3 separate regions of the Mus musculus genome follow, and all the other regions are linked to region 1. Evidence: chromatin contacts called from public ChIA-PET and HiChIP or PLAC-seq data. All regions are on one chromosome and are shown on one strand. The core of a region is the stretch at or near the end of the contact, and the rest is flanking DNA. Distances in the headings are between cores, read along the strand shown.

The links. ChIA-PET counts read pairs in DNA pulled down with a chosen protein or histone mark. HiChIP or PLAC-seq counts read pairs in DNA pulled down with a chosen protein or histone mark.
Region 2: a contact with region 1 is called in an RNA polymerase II ChIA-PET map of effector CD8 T cells, with 11 read pairs. The contact joins the promoter of Ksr1 here to the promoter of Lyrm9 in region 1. A contact is called at or near these places in 10 of 39 promoter capture datasets (the C10 cell line, HPC-7-derived erythroid cells, frontonasal cranial neural crest and 6 more), 1 of 15 datasets of contacts at CTCF or cohesin (stem cell-derived epiblast-like cells), 1 of 484 Hi-C or Micro-C datasets (nephron progenitors), 7 of 115 datasets of contacts at active chromatin or transcription factors (double positive thymocytes, effector CD8 T cells, embryonic forebrain and 4 more) and 1 of 9 other capture datasets (embryonic stem cells).
Region 3: a contact with region 1 is called in an H3K4me3 HiChIP or PLAC-seq map of bone marrow-derived macrophages, with 6 times the contacts expected there. The contact joins the promoter of Poldip2 here to the promoter of Lyrm9 in region 1. A contact is called at or near these places in 7 of 39 promoter capture datasets (the 3T3-L1 cell line, the C10 cell line, the HPC-7 cell line and 3 more), 4 of 15 datasets of contacts at CTCF or cohesin (CD8 T cells, the NIH/3T3 cell line, large pre-B cells and 1 more), 11 of 484 Hi-C or Micro-C datasets (CD4 T cells, the N1E-115 cell line, bone marrow-derived macrophages and 6 more), 31 of 115 datasets of contacts at active chromatin or transcription factors (the 230-238 cell line, the HPC-7 cell line, the SCID.adh cell line and 20 more) and 4 of 9 other capture datasets (adipose tissue, embryonic stem cells, liver and 1 more).

Annotation. Positions count from the first base shown.
Region 1 is chr11:78,824,649-78,828,264 of GRCm38.p6, forward strand. It overlaps Lyrm9 (LYR motif containing 9), which reads left to right and starts at 1,947. Exons shown (of 4, transcript NM_001076681.2): 1 at 1,947-1,988.
Region 2 is chr11:79,144,734-79,148,025 of GRCm38.p6, forward strand. Ksr1 (kinase suppressor of ras 1) reads right to left here and starts at 1,740. Exons shown (of 19, transcript NM_013571.3): 1 at 1,322-1,740. The coding sequence starts at 1,546.
Region 3 is chr11:78,511,014-78,514,666 of GRCm38.p6, forward strand. Poldip2 (polymerase (DNA-directed), delta interacting protein 2) reads left to right here and starts at 1,283. Exons shown (of 11, transcript NM_026389.3): 1 at 1,283-1,459; 2 at 2,907-2,988. The coding sequence starts at 1,299. Tmem199 (transmembrane protein 199) reads right to left here and starts at 1,155. Exons shown (of 6, transcript NM_199199.3): 1 at 884-1,155. The coding sequence starts at 1,094.

The sequences.
Region 1 (3,616 bases), core at 697-3,196:
ACTACTGAAATGAAAAGAAATTTAAAGTTTCTGTCAAGTTAAAAAGAATCACTATTTCCTTATTCTTTTTTTGTTTTTTATTTTCTTCCTTCCTTTCTTCTTTCTTTTGTTTTGTTTTGTTTTATTTGTGTTTTTTTTTTTTTTTTTTTTTTTGCTTTTACAAGACAAAACAGCCCTGTTTCTCTGTGTAACAGCCCTGGGTGTCCTGGAACTCGATTTGTAGAGCAGCCTGGCCTCGAACTCACAGAGCTCCACCTGCCTCTGCCTCTGGAGTGTTTGGATTAAAGGTGTGCACCTCCTTGCCTGGCTTGGATTATTCTTAAATCCAAGTTCTCACTGTGACTCGGTAAAAGAAAGGGAGCTGCTATCCACATCTCTCCCTCAAGCTAAAAAATAAAAAAATTTCTTTTCTGTTCTTTCTCTTTTGTGCTGCCTAGCTGTCGACAAAGAGTTTTCGAGAAAGATAAATGTTGTGTCTCTGTAAAGACAGAAGTAACACAAGAGGCAGGAAGGTGGAGCCTTTCGGAGGTAGAGCTAACAGCTTGCTTCTTGAATATTTTATGACCTAGGTATTAGAATGAGGCTTCTGAAGCAGGAACACGGAGATCTAGGAACAAAAGAGGGGGACTGAGAGAACAGATTGAAATTTCTTAAAAATATGAAAGGATCTTAATGTTGTACGAGAGAGTGGATTGGTGTCCCAGCAGGTTGCTCCTAGTAAGGGCTCTAAAAGCGTAATGATTTATTGATTGGATCTGCACTAATGACATGCCGTGATTATGCATGGGTAAATAAAAAGGCTGATTTATGAGGGTGCATTCGGATCTTTCAGATACAGTTGGTCCAAGTCTACAGTTTGAAAATAAATGAAGGAAATTATCTGGGTATTCCAGGGGAAGAATCCTCCCACACAGATTTGAAGACGGGGTAGAGTGTTAGCTGAAGAGGAGGAAGGGGGTGCTTTGTGTGTGGGGGGGGTGCGGGAGGGAGACGGTGGCATTCTAGAGAGTTGAAGATGAATCAGAGAAAGGAAGTAGTTCTGTTAAGAAATAGCCCCTGCTTCCTAAGAGGAAGAAAAATAGACTTCCGAGTGCTGCTAAACAGCGATGTTTACTTTTAAAAAATGAAGAAAAAAGGCATTATAAGCAATTGTCTTGTTAAAGCAGCTACATGAGGAGCGTGTGTAAGGAAATCGGGCTTTTCATTATAGGTAGATTTTTTTTAAAGCCCCGAAGAGGAAAGATGAAGAGAAGCAATGTTATCCACCGGCGCCCTTGCTGCCTTTCAGACAGCGGCCCAGAGAAGCTAGAAGCCTCATTGAACAGGGCGTTTGTCTCATGAAAAAGACCTGTCTTTATTTCTTTCAGGATATAAAACTTGTGTTTAAATCAATTCAGAGAAGCATTCTGACTTTAAACATGCGCGAGTGGGGAGAACCCGTTTAATGAAACAGCATTATTTCATTTTCAAAAAATGATCCCGGCAGTAGCTGCAAGTTAAGATTCTTCATTCTCTCCCTCGATTATAATTATAGCAGAGTTGAAAGGAAGCGTGCCTATTACTGTCATATGTATTCTTCTGACAGGTGTTGTGGGACTGTAATTTGATCAAGTGACTCGAAATGAAGACTCCCTTCCAAACATAATTCCTGTCATCAACATAACAACAGGAAGGACACGTCCTTCAAGAAGACGTTTCACAGATCTTGAGCACCCCTAATATTCTCCATTCGTGGGAATATGAAGAAGAGCTTGCCATCAGAGTTTGTATCCAAGGTTGTAAGGGAGACAAGGAAAAGCGGGCCGTGGTTCCAGCCAACTGGGCGGGGTCGGATCAGGAAGCCCGCACCCAGTAGGACCCCGAGTCCCGCGGATGGCCGGCAGAGGGCGCTAGGGTACCAGGCGGGGGCGGGGCTGCGCTTGCTTCTGCCGCGCAGGCGCAATCGTGTCGCTCGCGGTGTCTCCAGTTGGCGTCCGCCGGGAAGGCGGGTGAGCCGCGCTGCGCGGGCCCTTGGGCGGGGACTCGGGGGGCGGCAGGGGCGGGCTGGGGATTACCGAGGCTGCCTGCAGGGCCGGGATATGTGGAAGCCCTGGGGGCGATCTGCGGGCTCTCCAGGCTTTCCCCTAGTGCCAGCGACACCTGTCGCAGCCATAGTTGCCGCGCCGCGGAGGAGCGTGGGAGGCCGGGATGCGGTGTCGGAGGACACGGGGAGCCAGGTCTCTGCCATGTGCTGCTGGCATCTGCACTCGGCTGGAGCAGCCTCCGTTCTATGGTTTTCAAAGAGGAGACGTGCTACTCTCACTCGGTCTGCAGGAACACCCTGTTACCAGGAGTATCTGGAATAATTTTGGTCTTTGCAATATGTAACCCTATCTGGCCTTGAACTCGTAATCCCCCTGCCCCAACTTCCCAGTAGTACTGTGATTCCCGGCCAGTGCTAAAGTGCACACGTTTAATAACATTTAGAATGTGCGCAGATGTGCATCTATGGCCACTGTTGATTTTAGAACATTTACCTTGAAAGAAAACCATCTACATTTGCTGGCAAAACCCCTCTCCAGTCTCGTCCTTTCTCTTTGCGCTAGGCAACCACTTAGCTGATTTCCATAGATTTTGTTAGTTCTGAACATTTCACAGAAATGGAATCAATCATATGCAGCCCCGGTTATTGGTTTCCTGCGTCTTTTATGCCTCATTCAAAGCACGCACGTGGTAGCATATGTAAGTGCTTCATTCGCTTTATTACAGAATAATTTTCCAATGTTTGCCTGGATCAGATTTTATCTCCCCATGTGCCCAGTGATGGCCCTTGGGACTCATTTGAAGTCCTTACTCTTACATACCTGTCTTCTGGGTATAAGGTGGGGGTGGGGGTGGGGGTGGGCCAAAGAAAGGGAAGGATAAAGTGTATATCCTTGGGTGGCACGTGGGATTTGGCCAGGAAGAAAGAGACTGATTAGCTTAGCTGCTAACTAGGAGCTAGGAACAGCTCCGTGGTAAAAAGGTTGCCAGGCATCGTCAAGCCCCAGGATTCATTTCCAGCATCCCCACCTCCCACAGGGATGGACCAAAAACTGGTTCTGAAGGGTGTGCCGGTGGGAATGTAGGGAGGCTGGCCTGACCTTGGCTGTGTGGGAGAGGGACGAGGGGAGGCAGGATTGCTGGAAGAACATAAATATGCCAGATGGAGCCCTAGGGTGGGCGGGGGCAGGGAGCTAACCATTCCTATTTTCAACTTTCTCCATCATGAAGATTAATTGCGTATTTAAAAAAAATGGCTGGTGCAGGCTTAATTTAGCTTTTATCAGTACTCAATTGGGCATAATTTCGGGTTATTTTCTGCAGTTCCATTATCTTTTTAAATGTATGACTCTTTTTCCAATTATTTTTAGGTGACCCGTGTTAGGACACAGGTTAGTGATAACGACAGTGAGCTTACCTGTGATTGGGTCTTTTCTTCTTAGCACCTGTGCCAGCATTGTCACCTGGCACCCAGGAAGTTCCCTTTATGCCCCCCGCCCCCACCAATAGGTCATGTTCTTTAAGCTTTATAAACTGGTTTTGTTTCAGTTTTTTTTTTAAAGATTTATTTATTATGTGTAAGTACACTGTAGTT
Region 2 (3,292 bases), core at 490-2,989, 320 kb after region 1:
AGCAACTGTAACAAAAAAACAATAATAATAGCCAGCACTGTTTGGAGTCTCCCAATGTCCCTGGCTTCATGGCTTTTATGAAAATACAACTAAGGGAGAGTCACCCTGAGCATTTTGGATCAAACAAGGATTCAGGCTTGTGGTGCGAGAGGAGGGAGGGCTGGTCTTGTAATAATTACAGCAATCATCAGCTGGCTCTAGGACAGCTGGCAGATGCAATTAGCAATTGTGTGTGTGTGTGTGTGTGTGTGTGTGTGAGAGAGAGAGAGAGAGAGAGAGAGAGAGAGAGAGGAGAGAGAAAGGGTATTATGTATCTAACAAGACATCCTCAGACCTACAGAAACCAAATGTGGCAATGCCAGGGAAAGGCCCTTCTTAGGGAAAGAGTTACTAAATAACCCCTTCACTTTCAAAGGTCTTCCAGTCTCTGGGCAAAAGCAAGTTGGGAAGGCACTAGTTTCCCCCCCAATGTGTAAGGGGGTGGGGGAGCGTCCCCTTCTGAAATGCCAACCACCTTTCTGGCTGGTTCTTCCAAATCGTTTTAATGCTGCACTTCCCAACTGTATAATTTGAGAGAAGAGAGCTCACACATCTTGTTTCCTCATTGCACTCCAGGTTATCTCTGTCAGCAACCCCCTTAAGTAGCCTGTTCTTACCAAAGGTTCCCTTCCCCAGTATAATCCTTCCTAGGCCAAAGCTCAGTGTTTGGGGTGGAGTAGGGAAGTCAAAGGGTAATTTCATTTTAAGCAGTGAACCGCTGTGACATCTCCAAAGACAAGCACCCCAACGCCTGAACAGCAAAAATGCTGTTTCAGCAAACACTTTTTGAAAAGCGGCAGAGACCTGGTGGAAAGGAAAGAAACGGACAACAAGGAGAGTGGGGAGTGAGGGGAAAGTCAGTGCCACCGATCGATCGACGCTCACACTTCAAGGGACGTCCCCCACATCGCCCCAGCCCACGCTACCGGACTTAAAGCACACGGAGAAAAGACCGGCGCGTGATTCAGTGGGACAATGACTACTGTGGGCACTGGAAATAGGGTGAAGGCGGAAAGGGGTTTGCAGTGGGGTGCCCTGTGCATCCTACTCGGCACGCTGGTCTTCGAGACTCGATCCAGTTCCACGCTAACACCCCCCTCCCCTAAATTCTTCCAAAGTGAGAGCTGGTCGTAGGTCCTCACGCTGCCGCATCAGAGAGCTCGGGAAAGGGAGGAAGACTCCAGCCAGCAACCCCGCTGCAGGATGCAACTCGGGAAGGAAAGCAGTGGGGCGGCTCCCGGGCCACCGCCGGGTCCGGACGTGGGGCGCAACGGCCCCTTACCTCTAGGGTCCGGATCTCCTGCTGTGTGAGGTCGTTAGACACTGAGCACTTGGTGCGCAGCCCGCGCAGACTGCCGATGGAGATATCGATGAGCTTCTGCAGCTGGCCGCACTGCTGCAGCGCCCGGCTGACGGCGGCCCCTGCGCCCCCGTCCGCCGCGGCGCCCCCGCCGCCGCCCTCCTTTTTCTCGCCCATCGCTGCCGCGCGCAACGCCGCTCTATCCATGCCTCGGCATCGGGGCCGCTGGGGGCCGAGGCGAGGAGCCCGGGGACACGGGCGCCTCGGCAGGAAAGCCCCGAGCCAGGAAGGCTGCACTAGGAGCGCCCCTTGGCGCCGCCTAAGCCTGCAGTCCCGAAAGCCTGCTGCCCAGTCCGCTCCTCCTCCCGCCCAGACGCGGCGGCAAAGCGAAAGCCTCCACTACCCGACGGCTGTGGTTGTTGGAGCCTTTAAGCGACAGCGGGGGCCGGATCGGGGCCGCGACGCATTCTGGGACTTGTAGTCCGCGCATCGCATCTGCTTTCTGGCCCGCGCCCTCGGGGCCCCGCCCGCACTTCGGCCCCGCCTGACGTCTAGAAGGGGCTGCTCTGCGCCTGCTCCAATTCGTGCGCGTCGTGGTCTAGGGAGTTTGATTCCTTTACCCCCATCTCCCACTACTACACCCTTCTCACACACGCAAGCGCACACACATCAGTAGCTTTCCGAGACTGGCGAATGGGGTGGGGAAGGGGCTGATGGCTCAGACCCAGATAACCCCTGTCTTGTAGGATATTGAGGGTCCTAAAATTTTTGTATGAGTTTAGGGGTTACCATGTATGGGAATGCGCTAAAAGTGTAGCTCAGCGGCAGAACATTTGCCAGGCAAACACAAAGCCCTAGGTTTGATTCCCCAACACTATCAAAAGAAAAGAAAAAGAAACACCCACCTTCATCAAAATCTCACAACACCCGACGAGGCTGTGTTTGTGTTCACATAGAGCTTGACCCTGAATTGTCACACCAAAGTTACTGTGCAGGCAAGGAGAAAGGACTTTCTTCTGTGTTCTATTTACTCAACAAAATAAATTTAGTGCCCCCCATACCCTGTAGATGCCACATGGGCAAAATATTAATTTGTTGAACAGTTCTAAGAGTTTCGAGCCAGAGAGAACCTGGGTCTACCCAGTATGTGAACTTGGACAAATAGCTTTCCTCTGAGTGCCCAAGTTTCCCCTTCACATCAAATAGGGTAGTCATAGCCATCTAGTCTAGAGGGTTTCTTTAAAAAAGTTATGTTTCTAACAGCACCCATATTAACTGCTGGCATGTGCGATCAAGTATACATGCTAGCTCCTTTCTAACTTCACACTATCTAGATGAGACCCTGAGCCTCAGCAGTCAGTGGTCTTAGCAGTGGTGTTTCCCAGTCTGCCCTAATTTAAGCTTTACCACACCTGCTCATTCTCCTCTCCCATCAGTCCACCTCACATGTTCTAGCAATAAAAATGAAGTGAAAATGAGCCAGGTGGCAGTGGCACTCTGGAAGCAGAGGCAGGAGAATCTCTGTGAGTTCCAGGCCAGCCTGGTCTACAGAGCAAGTTCCAAGACAGCCAGGGCTACACAGAGAAACCCTGTCTCGAAAAAAGAAGTAAAAACTGAAGTCAAGTGTACACACTTTTAATCCCAGCACTCCAGAGGCAGAGGCAGGAGGATCTCTGTGAGTTCAAGACCAATCTGGTCAAATAGTGAATTCAAGACCAGCTTGGGCTACATATATAGTGAGGTCTTGCCTCAAAAACAGTGTTGGGTTAGACAGATAGCTCAGCAGTTAGGAGCGCTCGCTCCTGCAAAGGATGAGGAGTTCTGTGCCCTGCATCCGTGTGATGGATCACAGCCATTTGTAACTCCAGTTCTAGGGATTCTGATGCCTTCTAACCTCTGTGAGCACCAAGTAGTCACATGGCTACACATACATGCATGCAGGCAAAACACTCA
Region 3 (3,653 bases), core at 33-2,532, 310 kb before region 1:
TTTCTTTCTCTCCTTGTGTTTATTCAATTATTTTTCATTTTACTCAAGATAACTTTCAACTAGGAAAGATTTAGGACAATTCCACCTAAGTATTTTTTAGTGTCATAGAGTGGACTTTAACTGTCAGTCTTCGTTACCAACCCTACCTCACCACTACCAATGGTAGGTTATTTCTGTGAAAATAATAGATCTGTCCTAGTCAGGATTGGGTTGTGATGCTAAACACTCAGCGGACACTGTATTAGAGGATCTTTTTCTAAGATTCTCTTAAGTCTAAATAGTTGATCATCTACCCTTTGCACTTCTGGCCAGGATATGTTAACTCTGGCAAGGTAAGTTACATGCCAGTTTACCCTATTCCCTACCTTAACATAAGTAAATAGGTCTGAAAAGGAGAAATGACTTCTTTACAATGTCTAGAACTACATGCGACTCAATCCAGATCTTTCAATAGTTTTTGTTGTTGTTACCGTTTCCCTACCCTCACCCCTAAACTGGGGCTTGCACCTTTACCTTTGAGATGGAAGGAAAAAAAATCACTTTTTCCAAACACGATATGCTCACTATTGATATATGGCCCTCAAATGGAGAAACTCAACCTGTCAGATAGTACTGGGCTACAATCTCGACTTCCTAAAAAAATTCACATGGACTTAGGTGGCACTAAAAGAGGACTCAACAAAATCTGAAAATACGTTTTGTAACACACTAAGAATTTTCACGGAAGTTAAGATGGAAGTAGTAAACCTGGGGTTTATGAGAAGGCTTTTGGACTGGATATATGAGAACTCGGTAGGCACTCGAGAGTGATGGGGGGAAAATACGCCTCAGAAGGGATTAGATCTGAAAAGAACGCGGCGACTCTTGAATGGGGACCGCTCACTTCTTTCTCTCAGGTGCTGATGCAGATCTCGGATGAGACGGAATGAAACCAGGCGCCGGGGTCCCGTGGCATTATCACTGCCCGCGTGTTTCTTTCCCAGAGCAGCCTCGAGCTGGGCACGCAGCTTCCGGGGGAGCTGCTCCCGTTCCAGTTCTCCGCCAGGACCCAAAGCGCGAACCAGTCGTTCGCCGGCAAGCAAGGAAGACGCCATTTCTGCCTCACGCTCTGATCAGGTGATCCCAAACTCGGACTTCCGCTCACAGGCGCCGGATGTAGCTGGAGGAGCCCACGCGGCCGCGGGGGGCGGGCCCGAGGGGAGGGGCTTAGGCGCGGGGCAGTGTGGGGCGGGGGCGGGACGGCGCCCCGCCGCGGGTCGGGCCCTGTGTCAGCAGCCGAGCGGGCGCTCGGGCGGGACATGGCTGGTTGTGTGGCCCGACGGGCCCTAGCAGTGGGCAGCCGCTGGTGGTCTCGGTCGCTGGCCACGACCCGAGGGTCGAGGCCACTGTGTGCGGTCGGTGGAGCAGGGGGCCTTCCGCCGGTGGCCACAGCGACGACCCGAAGGCATCTGTCGTCCCGGTGAGGGACGGAGAGAGGGGGCCAGGGAGCCGGGCCCAGAATCTAGGGAGCGTTTTCTACCTAGCTACTAAGGAAGCCAGGAGGCCTGACTCTGTTTGGGCAGCCGGAGTGCCACCTGAGAAAGGGTCCCGAGGAGAGAGCCGACACGGGCTGCTTGGGACATGTGCCAAGAGCAAAGAAGGGAGCACTGCCCAGGGCCCTGGCAGTGCAGGGCAGCTCCGAGGGAGAACAAGTAACGCTTCTTAGGCGAATCCTGCCTCCCAGGCTGGGGTCCCCGGCACCTGGAGTGGGCTGCCATTTAATACAACTACAGGGATCCCCGGGCCCTTTTGGGTCAGTGACTCTCAGAAATATGCTATTCTGTGGGAAACAAGTCGATTTAAGTGTCTACCTTTGTGGGTCCTGTTTCCATGTGACCTTGGGGAGACTGATTTTGCCCATGTGACTTGGGAAATAGGGGTTGAGGCTCGGGGGGGGGGGGGCGGTGTAAACAAAGCCTTGTAGGGATCAGACAGGATTGAAAAGTTGGCTATGAAGTTAACATTTCCAAAGTAACATTACAGTGCTTTGATGGATCCATAGCAAAATTAATCCTATTTAAAAGGATAAGTTGATGGAAATGACCTGATAGTGGTTAAGGGAGGTATTTGCTATTTAAGACAAGTAAATGTGAAAAGACACTGGGTGGAGACACGGCAGTGCTAAGTGTACTGTGTGGGGTACCTTTGAGAATCTAGAAATGCTAGGTCCTGAGGTCAGGGTAAAGACTTAGAATTTACAGCACAGTTGAATGTGTAGGATTGGGAGAATCATGCTGTGTAGCCAGATGGGCCCAGAACCTGTTATTTTCCAGCCTTAGCCTTAAGAGCCCTGGGATTACCGATGTGTGGAACCATTTTTGGTTCAGAACAATTCTTCCAAGTAGCAAATGCCAGGCTTAGTGAGTATACTGCCAAGCAGCAGTGGGTAAAAGTAGAGACAGAAGAACTGCTTGCCTCAGAACAAATGCTTTTTGAGCACCTCTTACACACTAGGCATGTCTCTCAGGTCCTTAATGGACTCAAGGCATGCATACCAGGAACTGAAATGCAAAGTTGGAAGGATGGTTAACATGTGGGGGGGGGGGAAGACCCGGAGGGTGGGTGAAGGTGTGCATTGAAACAGGATATGCAAGAATAAGAATGACTTTGGAAATGCTAAGTAAAGATAGAAGGAAGTAAGTTTGGAGTAGTCACACAAAACCCTGGAAGACTGGGAGACCTTCACCATGTAGATGCCCATGGCTGGATCTTAAATGAGGAAAAGCAGCATCCTGGGCCTTGGCTGTCATTGCCCTGACCCTGCAGAGTACTAGGGGGCTTTCTTTGTTCACGTGTCTGATTTTTCCTGGCGAAGGACTGCTGTCTTCTCAGGGTCTCACTTGCTTGTTCTTTTCCTTCCCACTCAGGAACCGTGCAGAGGGCAAAGTGCTGGAGACAGTTGGTGTGTTTGAGGTGCCAAAACAAAATGGAAAATATGAGACTGGGCAGGTAGGTACTGTGCTAGGTCTCCTCTCATTTTCATGGACTATTCTGTTTCTGAATGCAGCTAAGTTTGGTCAGAATATTGAATCTCAGCGGTATTTGTATCTTTTCATTCTTCATCTCTTTGCCCACCGGTCTTAGAGACAGATGCCATCTGCTGAGCTACACCCCAAGTTTCAATCCATCTTCATTTTGACCAAGATAAATTTTGGACTTGTTTTGAGGCAGAGTCTTCTGTGTAGCTTAGTTTAGCCTTGACTCATTCTGTAACCCACGGTGACCTTGACATTGCAAACTCGTTCCCTTATGGAATACTTGTGTTACAGATGTGTGTAACCATGTTCAGCTCAGAATCACAAATTAAGAAAAAAAAGGTTGTTTTTGTTTTTTTTTTTTACATTGATTTATTTAGAATGGGTATGTGTGTACACGTGCGTGTGTGCATGCGCCCAGGCATGGAGATCAAAGAACAACTGATAGTATGTATTCTTACGTGTGAATGCATGTGCACTAGAGTCACAAAACTTGTTAAAGATGGATTTCTGGAGATATGTGTATAATAGCATCAAATCCCAGCACTCCAGAAGCAGGGGCAGAAGGATCACTTCAAGTTGGAGGTCTAGTGTAGTGATACTCTTAAAACACAGTAAGAAGCAGGCGATGTGGCTCGA